2 separate regions of the Anser cygnoides genome follow, and region 2 is linked to region 1. The links are chromatin contacts, called in public Hi-C maps. All regions are on one chromosome and are shown on one strand. Each heading gives the region's core, a stretch centred on a gene start, on an enhancer-like site or on the middle of the called end of the contact. The rest is flanking DNA. Distances are from core to core; before and after follow the strand shown.

What was found. Hi-C and Micro-C count contacts between places; a contact is called where the count stands out from the background.
Region 2: a contact with region 1 is called in a Hi-C map of liver, with 4 times the contacts expected there. The contact joins the promoter of SMDT1 here to the promoter of TOB2 in region 1. A contact is called at or near these places in 2 of 7 Hi-C or Micro-C datasets (both in liver).

What each region holds. Positions count from the first base shown.
Region 1 is chr1:43,951,483-43,957,255 of Taihu_goose_T2T_genome, reverse strand. TOB2 (transducer of ERBB2, 2) reads left to right here and starts at 2,477. Exons shown (of 2, transcript XM_048078792.2): 1 at 2,477-2,796; 2 at 5,728-5,773.
Region 2 is chr1:44,179,508-44,185,280 of Taihu_goose_T2T_genome, reverse strand. It overlaps SMDT1 (single-pass membrane protein with aspartate rich tail 1), which reads right to left and starts at 2,217. Exons shown (of 3, transcript XM_066990201.1): 1 at 2,002-2,217; 2 at 1,737-1,877; 3 at 1-494. The coding sequence starts at 2,136. The coding sequence ends at 1,740. It overlaps PHETA2 (PH domain containing endocytic trafficking adaptor 2), which reads right to left. Exons shown (of 2, transcript XM_066990192.1): 2 at 2,341-5,773.

The DNA of each region.
Region 1 (5,773 bases), core at 1,228-3,727:
ACCGCAAGGAAGGGCGGGAGGGACGCGGCCTCTCGGTGGCGGCTCAACTCCCGCGGTGCTGGCCGCGAAGCCTGGTTGCGGGGAGCTAAATGCTTTCCTGCCATTACCTTTCTAGGTAGAGTTACTGCGTTTTTTTCCTTTTTTTTTTTTTTAATCCAAAGGATGTTATGTAATAAGTAAAAAATCCTTTTATTTCAGTTGTTTACACTGGGGGGGAGGAGAAGCATGGGAACTCTCGGCCTATTAAGAAATTGGCCTCTGTTGCCAGTACTAACAAGGCATCGCTGCCTTTTGAAATCGGGTTGTTCCCTGTTCCATGCCTCTTCAGACCAAAGACCAGCTACGGCGTCACAACTTCCAACTGAGCTCAGCAAATAACTGTCGTAACACACCTCCAGCCCATTGAATCACCTAGACCTTGTCTCGACAAAGCCCTTGAGCCTGAAGCACTGCCTTTAATAAAAAAAAAAATAAAAAATGAGGTAAGCAAGTGCCCCGAGTCCACCTCAAGCTTTCCCTGGGGGAGCTGCACAGATGAAATCCTGCTTCAGAACCCCTGTCTGCGCAGGAGCTGTTGTTTTCTCATTACGGGGATCAGCTGGAGTTGTCAATTTGCCTATGTCGATAGCAGGGGAACAAAAAAAAATCCATTTCCTTGAGGTTGTCGTGTGACTTGAATGTAAAGAGGACTCGGGATCCGGCGCAGTTAATTATGCCCGGCTCTAACCTGCCTGCCCGGACTGGCTCTGCCCTGGCGGCTTGGCGATTCCTGCCCTGTCCGTGTGCGTGTGACTGGGGAGCTTTGCCTTGACGTAACAGCCAAATGGCCGAGAATGCGGGAGCGGATACGGTGACAGGATTCCTCCGGTGACAGGATTCCTCCGGTGACAGGATTCCTCCGCGTGCGTGCGTACCGGCGAGCAGATAATTAAAGGAGCGCGGTCAAGGCGCAGGTATTTTAAAGAGCCCTAACGTGTAACGCCCTCTTAGTAACGCCTTATTAAAACAACAATAGCATTTTAGCAATGTAATTGCCTTTTTTTTTTTTTCTTAATGGTGCTAAAAATAGCGCCGTCATTTTAATTTCCTGACAGCAGGATTTGGTTTCCAGCCAAGCAAGGGAGCATTAGAAAAAATGTGTTCTTTTGTAGCTAAATTCCCTTTAAACCAGAAGCCATGAAAATAAGGCTGCTCGTAATAGTTCTTACAAATCTTCCCCTTCTCTCCCTTCCCCTACAGAAGAAAAATGTTCCAAAGTTGTTTTGCTTTTTTTTTTTTATCGGTGAGAAAATGAGCGACGGTGGCTGCTGTTGCAGTGTCTGGAGAGGACGGTATTGACAGATTTCTTAACAGATTTCTTAATGTGTGGCGTTGACTGGCTTCAAAAATCCTCTTTGGTGGCAAATTACCTAAAATCCCAAAGGCAGTACCTAAAGTCCCTCAGGTAAAGGGGTCCTGGGCAAGGGAGGAGAGGCAAAACCCAGAAAGATGCTGAAGGTCTTGGTGGACGTAGGGCAAGAGAGGAGCTTGATGTTTAGCGTAACTGGATATTTTAGTGTTTGGGGGACAGATGCTATGGAGAATTATTTAACCAGGGGGACAGGGAGTGGCTTTGGAGGCACTCGTGCTCATCCCTTCTGAAAACGGGTGTAAATTCAACGTTTGCACGTCAGCCCGTGTGCCGAGAAGATCCAATTACAAGATTAAACCCGACTCCGGGATGAGATTTTCCTGGGGAACTCAGAACCAAAGAAAACGGGGGACGATTTCACGGGCTCCGCTCAGGGCCGGCCGAGCCGCTCCGTGACAGGGACCGCGACGGGGCGGTGGCAGCCGCCCGCGCTCCTCACACCGCCTGCGGCCGGGCCTCGCCGCCCGGCAACTACAACTCCCGGCGGCCCCCGCGCCGCGCGCACACCCCCAGCGGCTCATTGGCTGAGGCGGCGCACCAATCCGGAGGCGCCGCCGGGCCGGGCCGGCCAATGGGGATGCTGTTGCTAACACGCCGCAGTTATTTTTAGCACGGGGGCCGCTCGCGCACCTTGCGGGCCCTTCGCCGCCTCCGCCGCGGCCGGGCCGGCCCTACGCTGGGGGCGGAGGCGCACGGCTGTGAGGTGGCTAAATAGTCCGCGGAGCCGGGGTGGGGGGGTGGAGGCGCGGGGGCGGCTCCAGCGGCTCGGCCTCGTCCCCTCAGGGGACGGTGGTGATCCCTGAGGGGGCTCCGGGCAGGGCAGGGGCCGGGCTAAGCCGCGGGTCAATCCTCCCCCCCTCCCCCCGCTGCCGCTTGAGCCACGCTCAGTCCCCTCCTGGAAGAAATAACAAATAAATAAATAAATAGATAGATAGATATATAAATAAATAAAGTGGTGGAGGAAGGGAAAAAAGACAGACACGGAGCGCCCCCCCCCAGCCCCGTGAGGCGCGGAGGGGCGGAGGCAGCGGGAAGTAGTCCCGGCCCGCCCCCCGGGGCCGCATCACGCGGGGCGCAGCGCGGATCCGTGCGCGGGGTTGCTAAGGGTGAAAGTTTGCCGTGAGTTGGCTCACTTGGGGCCAGGGCGCGGGCGGCTCCGGGCCGAGGCGAGGCCAGGCCGGCGGCGGCGCAGGGCAGCGGTACCCGCACCTCACCTCCCGGCCGTCCCCCGGCACCCCTCCGGGCCGCAGCCCCGCGGAGGAAGGACCCCGCCCCGCGGAGGGAGCCGCAGGACAGCGCCGGGCAGGGAGAAGGCGAGGGACGGGGCAGGGACCCGCACGCAGCGCCCGGGCTCCCCCCCAGCAGCGCCCGGAGCCGAGGACGAAGTAAGTGGGGGCTGGGGGGGCCCCTTTGTGGGCTGCGCTGGGGGCTGCTCCCCTCACCCCCGGGCGGCCAGCGGGGCTTGGGGGGGGGGGGGGTGAAAGTCACCAGTGTCGGGGCTCCCCCCGTCCCTACACCCCCTTATGCCCATCCCCGCTGTAACAAAGGCGCCTTAACGGGGGGGGGGGGCAGCCCTGCTGCGGGGCTCTGCAGCTGCTGGGGGGCAAACAGCGGCTGCCCCCCGTCCTTGGGCCGTGCCCGGCCGGGGGCTCCGGGCCCTGGCGGAGGGGAAGAAGGAGGAGGAGGAGGAGGAGGGAGGGGAGAGGGGGGCGGCGGCTGCCCGGCGGCCCCCGGCGCCGCGCTGCGGGGCGGGTGCGGGCGGGGCGCATGTGCCGTGGAAAATTTTGCGCCCTGCCCCGCCGAGGCAGAGCCGGGGCGGCGGGCCGGGCCCCCCGCGCGGGGCACGCCGGGAGCCGTAGTTCGGAGGGGAAGTAGGTCACGGGGAGCGGGGCGGGGCGGGGGGTGCGCGCGGACTACAAGTCCCAGCGTGCCTCGCGGCCGGTGGGAGGCGCCGCGGCTGGGTCACCGCTAATGGCCGCCGGGTGTCCCCCCTGAGGGGGCGGGCGGGCAGGGGGGCACGGCGGGTGTCATTAGGCCGATTAACCCCTTCTCGTCACGCTTAACTTACAGAGTGTGCCTCTTTTAGACAGGGGGAGGACTCCTTGACAAAAGGAGAAGGAGAGGAGGCAGCGAGCTGTAGTTGTCTCCTTGCTGCCTTGTGCAGAAGGTCGATGAGGATGGGGACCCTCAAAGTGCACTGAGGCGTTTGTGTTGCTATTAGGGTGGTGACAAACACGGCTTCGTGCCATTCTCAGCCTGCAAATTCTCATTTCTTACTAAATTTGGGGTCAGGATTAGGATTTACCACACAAGATGAGCAAACTGGCTGTTCCCTTCCCTCATAATTTGCTGGGATCCCAAGCTGTCTGCTCCCCCAGGTGCCTCAAAGCCAAAGGTCCAGCGTGGTATCACACAACCCCCCCTTGAGGTAGCACAGGCCTTACAAGTGCTCTTTAACACTTACAGAGGGGCTCTTCGGGGTTTTGCCTGATGTCGTTTTCTGCAGAAAGGGCTTTGTCTCGGCACTGACACTCCTCCCTTCTGAAAATGGCACCTCCTTGCTGGGCCCTGCAAAAACTCGTTGCTTGTTTCTTCTTCGGTGTTCATCCATTCTTGGTCAGGCCCCAGCGCCCTAACACAACTTGTTACACCTCAGGAGTTCCTTAAAGCAGGTGTTAAAGGCAAGACTTCACTCCCACTTTTCCATCCTCTTGTTCGTGTGTTTTTTCTTGTTGCTGGGTTAAACGTGAGGGGGATTCCATCCAGAACTGACCTTGTTGGCAGACTCGAGGTGTCGGATCTGCTTTTGGTTGCTGTAGTCCTTAAACTAAGCCTCCTTGGACTTGGATTAGTACTGAAAAAAACACACCGTAGAATCCACGCCCTGTTTTTTTAGTAACAAAGCCTAAAAATACTTGAGGGTTTCCTTAAAGTTTGCTTATTTAATTCTTTTCGTCCACTAACCCAGACCAAGCAAACGAGTCTGGTCAGTCCTTCCGCCTCCTGACCGAGGCTGGCCTGGGTACGTGGCCGTGCTGCCGGGGTTCCCGGTCTCTCAGGGGACTGCTGACATCCGATGTTTGTGCTCCGTCCCCACCCCCAAATAATTGGCACACGACGTAAACACAGCCGAGCGCTGCGTGAGAGCATCCCCGAAGCCCATTTTAGGAAGACAGTTGAACGCGGTGTGTCTGTTTGAGCAAGGTGAGGGCAGCTGAAGGCTGAGCAGCCTCTGACTAAGCCGCCAATTAAAAACTGGATGTTCTGCTCGCCCGTGGAGAGGCGTGTAGGCTGCTGGAAGCGTGCTTCCTCGTAAAATAGCTGTGGGATTCGTTTGCTTCGGTGCTTTGGATGGGTGGTGGAGCGAGGTGCTGACCTACCTGGGGGGTTCGTGCCCAGGCAAACGCTCCCAAATCCGCGTGTAATGGGAGAGCTGAGTGTTGTGGCTTCACGCCGGGCTTCTGTGGGTTCTCCCAATTCCAGGGACTTCCTCGGGAGGGAGGGAAGAAAGGAAGGCTTCAGTCATCAGCAAGCAATTTTGGGTTTTATTAAGCAGGTACCTGGCCCTGGCACAGCTCGGCCTCCTGCTCGGGGATAAGGGATGTGAACTGTGGACAGGCTGTCGGCACCTACGTGTCTCATGGCCCTGCCCCCATCCAAATTAAGCTGGGATTTTAGGCTCGTAGGTAGGCAGAGCCTCAACCCGGTACACTTAATAAGATACCGATGCGCTTGCCAGTCAAGGGGTAGTAAACACGGCCTGGCAGCTGGCGCCTCAGCACCCTCCCTTGCTCCTTAGCCTCCCCTCCGCGCCTGTGCCAGCAGGACGCAGAGCTCCGCGTGGCCGCCCGGCCTCCCCGAGGAGGGGCTGGCCCCGCTGTCCCGGTGCCGAGCGAGTCACGAGGCTTTTCGGGTGGTGCTCGTGCGCGCCGGCCGGGCGGGCGCAGGTGAGCCCTGCTGGAAGCCGCCGGGCGCGGGGAGGTGCGCTCGCTGTGCTGCCGCGGTCCTGCCAGAGCAGCCAGGTGGCCGGCCTGGTGTCAGCGGCGGTACTTGGCAGCGAGGTAAGTGTAACCTACTGCCGAGAGCAGCTACACCCCTATTCCTTCTGCGCAGGACCGGGGAGGCTCTTCCCGTCCAACGTCTCTGAGGGCCGGTAGGTTTGGGCAGACCCCTAGCAAGCAGCACCGCTCGTTCTGCAACCTCCTTGTCCCGCTTTTGTTCATGGAACAGCGCGGCTGTTTATCTCAGCAGGCGGAGAATTGGAGAATCGTTCTATTTTCTCATCTTCATCCTTCTTTTTTCCTCTCTTTTCCTAGGTCTGCTTGGAGCCAAATCTCGTCTATGTGTGCGTGTCACCTTGTC
Region 2 (5,773 bases), core at 968-3,467, 230 kb before region 1:
AGACCTTGTAAATCTATTATGTGATGATTTAATTGCAAAAGCAAATACTTCTAAGAAAAGAGGGGGGACACTGAAGTTTACACATAGTTAAGAAAATAAACATACCAGGACTCACACAGGAATAATGAACTATCTACACATTACAAGTACTTGGAGCCAGAGCATTCTGAGTTTCACTGTCCACACATGAAATGCTGTGAAAAGCGTCACCTTAGTTTGCTACTCATGATCTCAACGTTGTACATTACCAAACCTACGTAACATTTACTGTGCACTGGTAATGCTGTATTTAATCCTCAGCGAGCTGAAATTAATGCTACAGTCTCTATCAGGCATACCTGCGCAGTGCTAGTTTTCAAGTCAACGTTATTTGAACTGCAGTGCCACTGTCAATATGAACTCCATTCTTTTAATGGGGCTGTGTTGTGGGGCGCTTGCTTCTTTTAGGGTCCTATTATGTTCCATTGATTAGGACTGAATTACAGAAAAGACTCCTAAAAGGAAAAAAAAATACGAAAAGAACCTTGTCACTAGAACAGACTTTGGAAGGTAGAAGGGTTAAGACAGAAATATTAGGTCACAGACAATAATCTACAAAAAAAGCCACGGAAACAAAGTCATGCATCTCAATCTCTTGTTCTTTAATTATTTCCTATATTGCTAATAAAAGGAATCCCAAGCAGTCCTTTATGGGATGAGTGTGTGTGTGCAAGGATGCAGAACCCATCAAGTGCTTCCTTCATTCCTGATCTACAGATTTCTCTTACACCGACACGAGCAGGGCATTGACTGGCAAAGGGGATACAGTACCCCCTGTCCCCTTGAGGAAGGACAAAATGCAGGTGACAAATGTTGGAAGCATTTCTTTCACAGTGGCTTCCTCCCTTCTGTTCTTCCGTTATGGTTCTGCAGATAGAATAAAAACATGTTACTTTTCAGATATACTGTACCAAGCTCCAGTCCATACAACCCCAGACCACGCGAGGTGGGGGGTCTACAAAAAGTGGCTTTCTAACAGCCACTGCGATCTTCACAACCTTTTAACTCTTTGATTTTAGCTGCACAGTGCACACACAGCTATAAAACAACGCTGATGAAGTCTATAAAGAAATACAAACTAAAATCTTTACACAAGGCCAGGCCAAATGGGATAATATCAAACAGAAGAAAGTGTGGCGTGCTGTAGATAAAGGTGAATTATTCCACTCTTCCTTCGTCTGAATGGTCAAACTACTCCAGAGATCAGCACCCACATGACAGTTTGATCTAATGAGTTCTGGAATTCTCAAGCTTTTTTCACTTCTCTATCAGAATTTCACACAATACGTGATTGTTATTTAAAAGTCACGGGTTAGCAGACTTCCAAGCAGGTGACCATTAACAACACTTCAGCAGCAATGTTTCTCTTTTATGCCTGCAGTATAGACCACATAATCCCTCACCGACTAGTTTACTTCTGATTCAAATGTCAAGATCTAAAGCACGATTGGTTTATCTCCAAAGAACGTGTGTTGTGGGGATTTCTCATTCAGATACCAATCTGGCCTACCCCAGTACCAAAGAACTGAGAAGTTCAGAGCCAGAGGCAATACAGCTGCACCAGTCCCTGCTTTTATCCACAGCTGCATCTTTCAGAACTGCTTCAGAAACACGCATTTCCTCGTCCGAGCCTCTCCCTGCACCGAGCCAAGCAGGAAGCACAGCTGATTAGACCGCCGGTGCCATTAATGACATACCCTTTAATCATCGTCGTCGTCGTCCTCCGGCACAAAGATATCGTGCTCCTCGAGCAGCGCCGCGAAGTTCTTGCTGATCTGCGTGCCGACGTAGAGGAAGGGGATCACGACGCTGAATACCCGGAGGAGGCCGAAGGGGGTCTGCGAGGGTTCAACCGTGACAGGAACCGTGACAGGAACCGAGACAGGACCGCCGTTACCGGCCCGCTCCGCGCCCGCCGCCGCCCCCCGTGCCGCCCCCCCCCCCCCCCCCCCCCCGCCTCACCTTAACGGGCTTGGGCAAGATGGCGCCGCTGCGGGTGACGGTGGCGCCGCGGGACGGCACCAGCAGCCCGGCCCAGCCCGCCCGCCCCGAGCGGGCCGCGGCCGCCGCCAGGAGCCGCCCGCCCGCCGCCGCCATCGTCCCTCCTGCCCCGCTCCGGGCTGCGCCCGCGGCTCTCGCGAGGCTGCGGGGCCGCCGGGGAGCGGCGCATGCGGGAGGGCGGCGGCCCGGCCCCGCTCCCCGCCCCGGGGCCCGTCCCACAGCGGCCGGGACGAGGGCGGGCCCGGCCCCGGTGAGGCCCGGCCCCGTCAGGGGTCCGCGGCTGGGGCGGCGCCAGGCGGCTTACAAACAAACGCGAAGTGGTTTATTCAGCTGGCCGGCGTAAAATACAAGTGGTTACAGTGTTGAAATGCATAATACACACAAGTTCTGCATGTAAAAATAATAAAAAAAAAATAAAAAAGGCGCATGCAAACTCGCCTCCGAAAAAGAACACGTTATATACTCGAAATATAAGCACTTCAAAGGACAGGAGTGTTTCCGCAAATTGCTTGTAGTGTCGTTACTTGTGCAGGTCCTACAGTACGCTGGGTGCAAAGTTGCCACTGAAACTGGAGCTTCGCGCAGATCCCAGCGTGTTTCAGCGGGGTTTGTTCCTCAAGTTTCTCCGTGAAGGCAGTGAGGGCTGAGCTCAGGGGCTGACCAAGCCCTAAACTATGAATGCGGTAACTTGTAATGGAAAGCGTTTGTCCGTTCTTAGTCACGAATGTCCCAAATGGCAAGCGGCGGCCAGTGGTGGACGCTTCAGGTTACTCATCGCTAGGACCTGGATTCAGATCAAGTGGAAAACATCACAACAGGCGTTTCATAAAAAGATAAATGTGCGTAAATAAAACAATATATTACGGGCCTGAATGTGGAATCCCATCCACAGAAAAGTATAAGGATTTCATCAGCTGTTTTAACAGGTTTGGGTTCCCTTCCTGGCAAAGCTTACAAAAACTGACACAATTTCCCTCACTTCCTTCAGTCTTCAAATTATTTTAAATTCAAGCATTCAGATACATGCATTTTTCTCTCATCACTTTTGCATTATTATTCCAAGGAAAATTCTTAAATGTTGCCTTCGGTACTTTAAGAAAAGTAGCCATTTAGCTTTAAAACATTCAGTCCCCCTTTGCTAAGGATCCTGTTTTGCACTGGTCAGACACTTTCTATTTTTAAAAAATAATAAGGAAGGAAGGTAGAAAGTGAAGCAGCCCAGACCTGAAAGACTGGAGAAAAAAAGCGTGTGGCAATCAGTCGCATTTTGCCGCAGGGGACAATGTGCTAGCGAGAGCAGCGAAAACTCGCTCCTTTTCCTGTAATGATCTCTGCCTGCAGACACAGAGCGCGCACGGTCCATTAGCCACGTAAGTGTGCAATCTCAGGAAGCAGAAATCCCGACCTTCTGCCTGGGGGCTGCTTCGAAGGCACAGCCAGCACAGCTGATCCCCAGATGAGCTGGTTTGATGTCTCAGAGCGCCTAGGTGTTTTCCTGCCTAATGAAGCGAGTGGCGGTGGGCAGCCAAAAAATCTGCAGACGCATACAAATTTGAGGATGGCTCCGATTATGGCTCTTTTTTAGTCATGAAAAGGGCAGGCCCTGCTATGTAATGGGCTGGACAGGGATTGAGAGGAAGCCCTGACCATGTGCATCAAAAGTCACACAGCACTTTCAAGTAAGTCCTAACCAATGCCCATGCATAGACTGTTGGGCCAAGCACAAATATTTTGTAAGATTCTGCCATTTTCTTCTCAGTGCTGCAGAAAACCCCATAAAATTACTTAAAATGCAGTTGGACATAAAGGAGAGCACAGTTCCTCATTTGCAGGATTTAGGATTTAGTTGGAGTATGTACTAATGCAAAGCCAGGTAGCACGGAAATTGTGTGATTTGAATGGGACATATTAAAGCATTAAATATAAGCTCTTTAGTAGCGTTACCAGCACAATCCTGGCTTATTTAAACAAACTAAGCTTCTTAAAAGTGAAACTGCTCTTAAATGAATGATACTGTTTCAGGTCCAATTCTGACAGGACAGGCTTTGTTAATTTATTTTCTCTTTTAAGTCGCTCCTGATTCTTGGGTCTCATGTAGGAACTCCCATCACATTTTGATTTACTTTGGAAGTTAAATCTTTACCGTCAAACTTCCTTATGTAAGTCTGAGACATCACGAATATTCTCTCTGTATTGGTGGGGGGATAGGAAGAGAGAGAGGGGGAAAAAGAGCGCTCACCAAATCTGATCCTGGCCCCAAAATACCCCCACTCAGAAAGCGGAGGCACCAGGTAATGCCAGCCTCTGATGCTGCTGCCACACACATGGGATTCAGGAGTCACAAACATTCCTGATGGACACAGACCTACTCCTGGCCCTTCTGCTCCTCCTTTCTCCTTACTGCTTTCACTTAAAAAGTAAAACAACAAATTCCTACCAACCTTGAAGTTCTCTACTATGAAGAAATACAGACGTGAACGAGAGGGGGTTGGATTGCACCATTCGTATGTGAAGGTCACACTCCCACTGTCCAAAGCCAGATCTAAGATCTCATTTATGCTAATATCCCGGCGCACCATAACTAGGCAGAAAGCTTGTCACCCAAAACTACCAAAGATACATTTTCAAAGGCACTGAAAGTTAACGTAAGCCATTTGATTTCTGCCTCTGACAATCTCTACTGGCTACTGCAAAGTATTAGGCTGAGTGCATTCAGCTCCAGAAAGGTGAATGGGTACCCACCAGTTGTAACAGACTAACACGCTGTTTTCCTAGCAAGACTCCTGTGGAACAGGGCAATAAAAACAGGTGTAACACTTTCAGAGAACATGGGAAAGGCAAGATAGTTTCATATATTCTTCTCCTTTGAAAAACAGCCCTGGCCAAGAGGACAAGTGAGGAGATTTATAAACACCCTCTCCAGGGTGTCCTAGTCCTTGGACTGCTAGACTCAGCACCATGTACTGTCTGCCTTTTGGTTAAGGTTTCTGACCTAGTGGATAATGACATGGGACGTGCTCCTGCGATCAGCCCTGTGAAGCTGACACAAAACTGGCGGGAAGCCCCAGTAGGTCAGGGTCTGGCTTTGGTAGGATATGGCTTTTACACTAGCAAGGCATGTCCAAACGCTGCTGACACACAGGGCCAGGGAGTGACCGGTAACTCACTCCTGCGCCTCTGGGCCTCCTGCAGCCAGCCCCTGTCCTTGACCCCACTCCTCCAGAGCCTGCTGATGTCCTTCCTATTCTCCAGCTACATGGCTCTGCCCAGCTCCCCGGAGCACCTGCCAGAGGCACAACATCAAAAAAGGCCTTGCACAAGCGTAGCTCTGGACTCTGTCTCCAGCATCTGACTAGCAAGCAGTCAGAGCCCTATATGGCACTTTCTACAGTCGGTGCAGAGGCTGATAAATTGACCCCTGGGAAGACAAACAGCCTGTAGCATTCCTGTTTTGTAACAGGGAAGACTTGACCCAGAGAAACAAATAGGCTTGACTACCACTAGGTAGTCAGAGTCCAACTCAGACACGAGAGCTCCTGATCCTCGCTGTTGCTTCAGATCAAGCTCCGTGTTTCCTTCTGCTGTCCCCATAAGCCTCGATGACGAGACTGGGTGCCCCAGGAAGCAGATACAAGCTTGTGAAACGCACACCAGAGGACACCCTGAGGGACATAGAAGGGAGGAGCTGCTGGGGCAGATGAAAACTTAAAAAAACAACAATGATGTTTGTGAA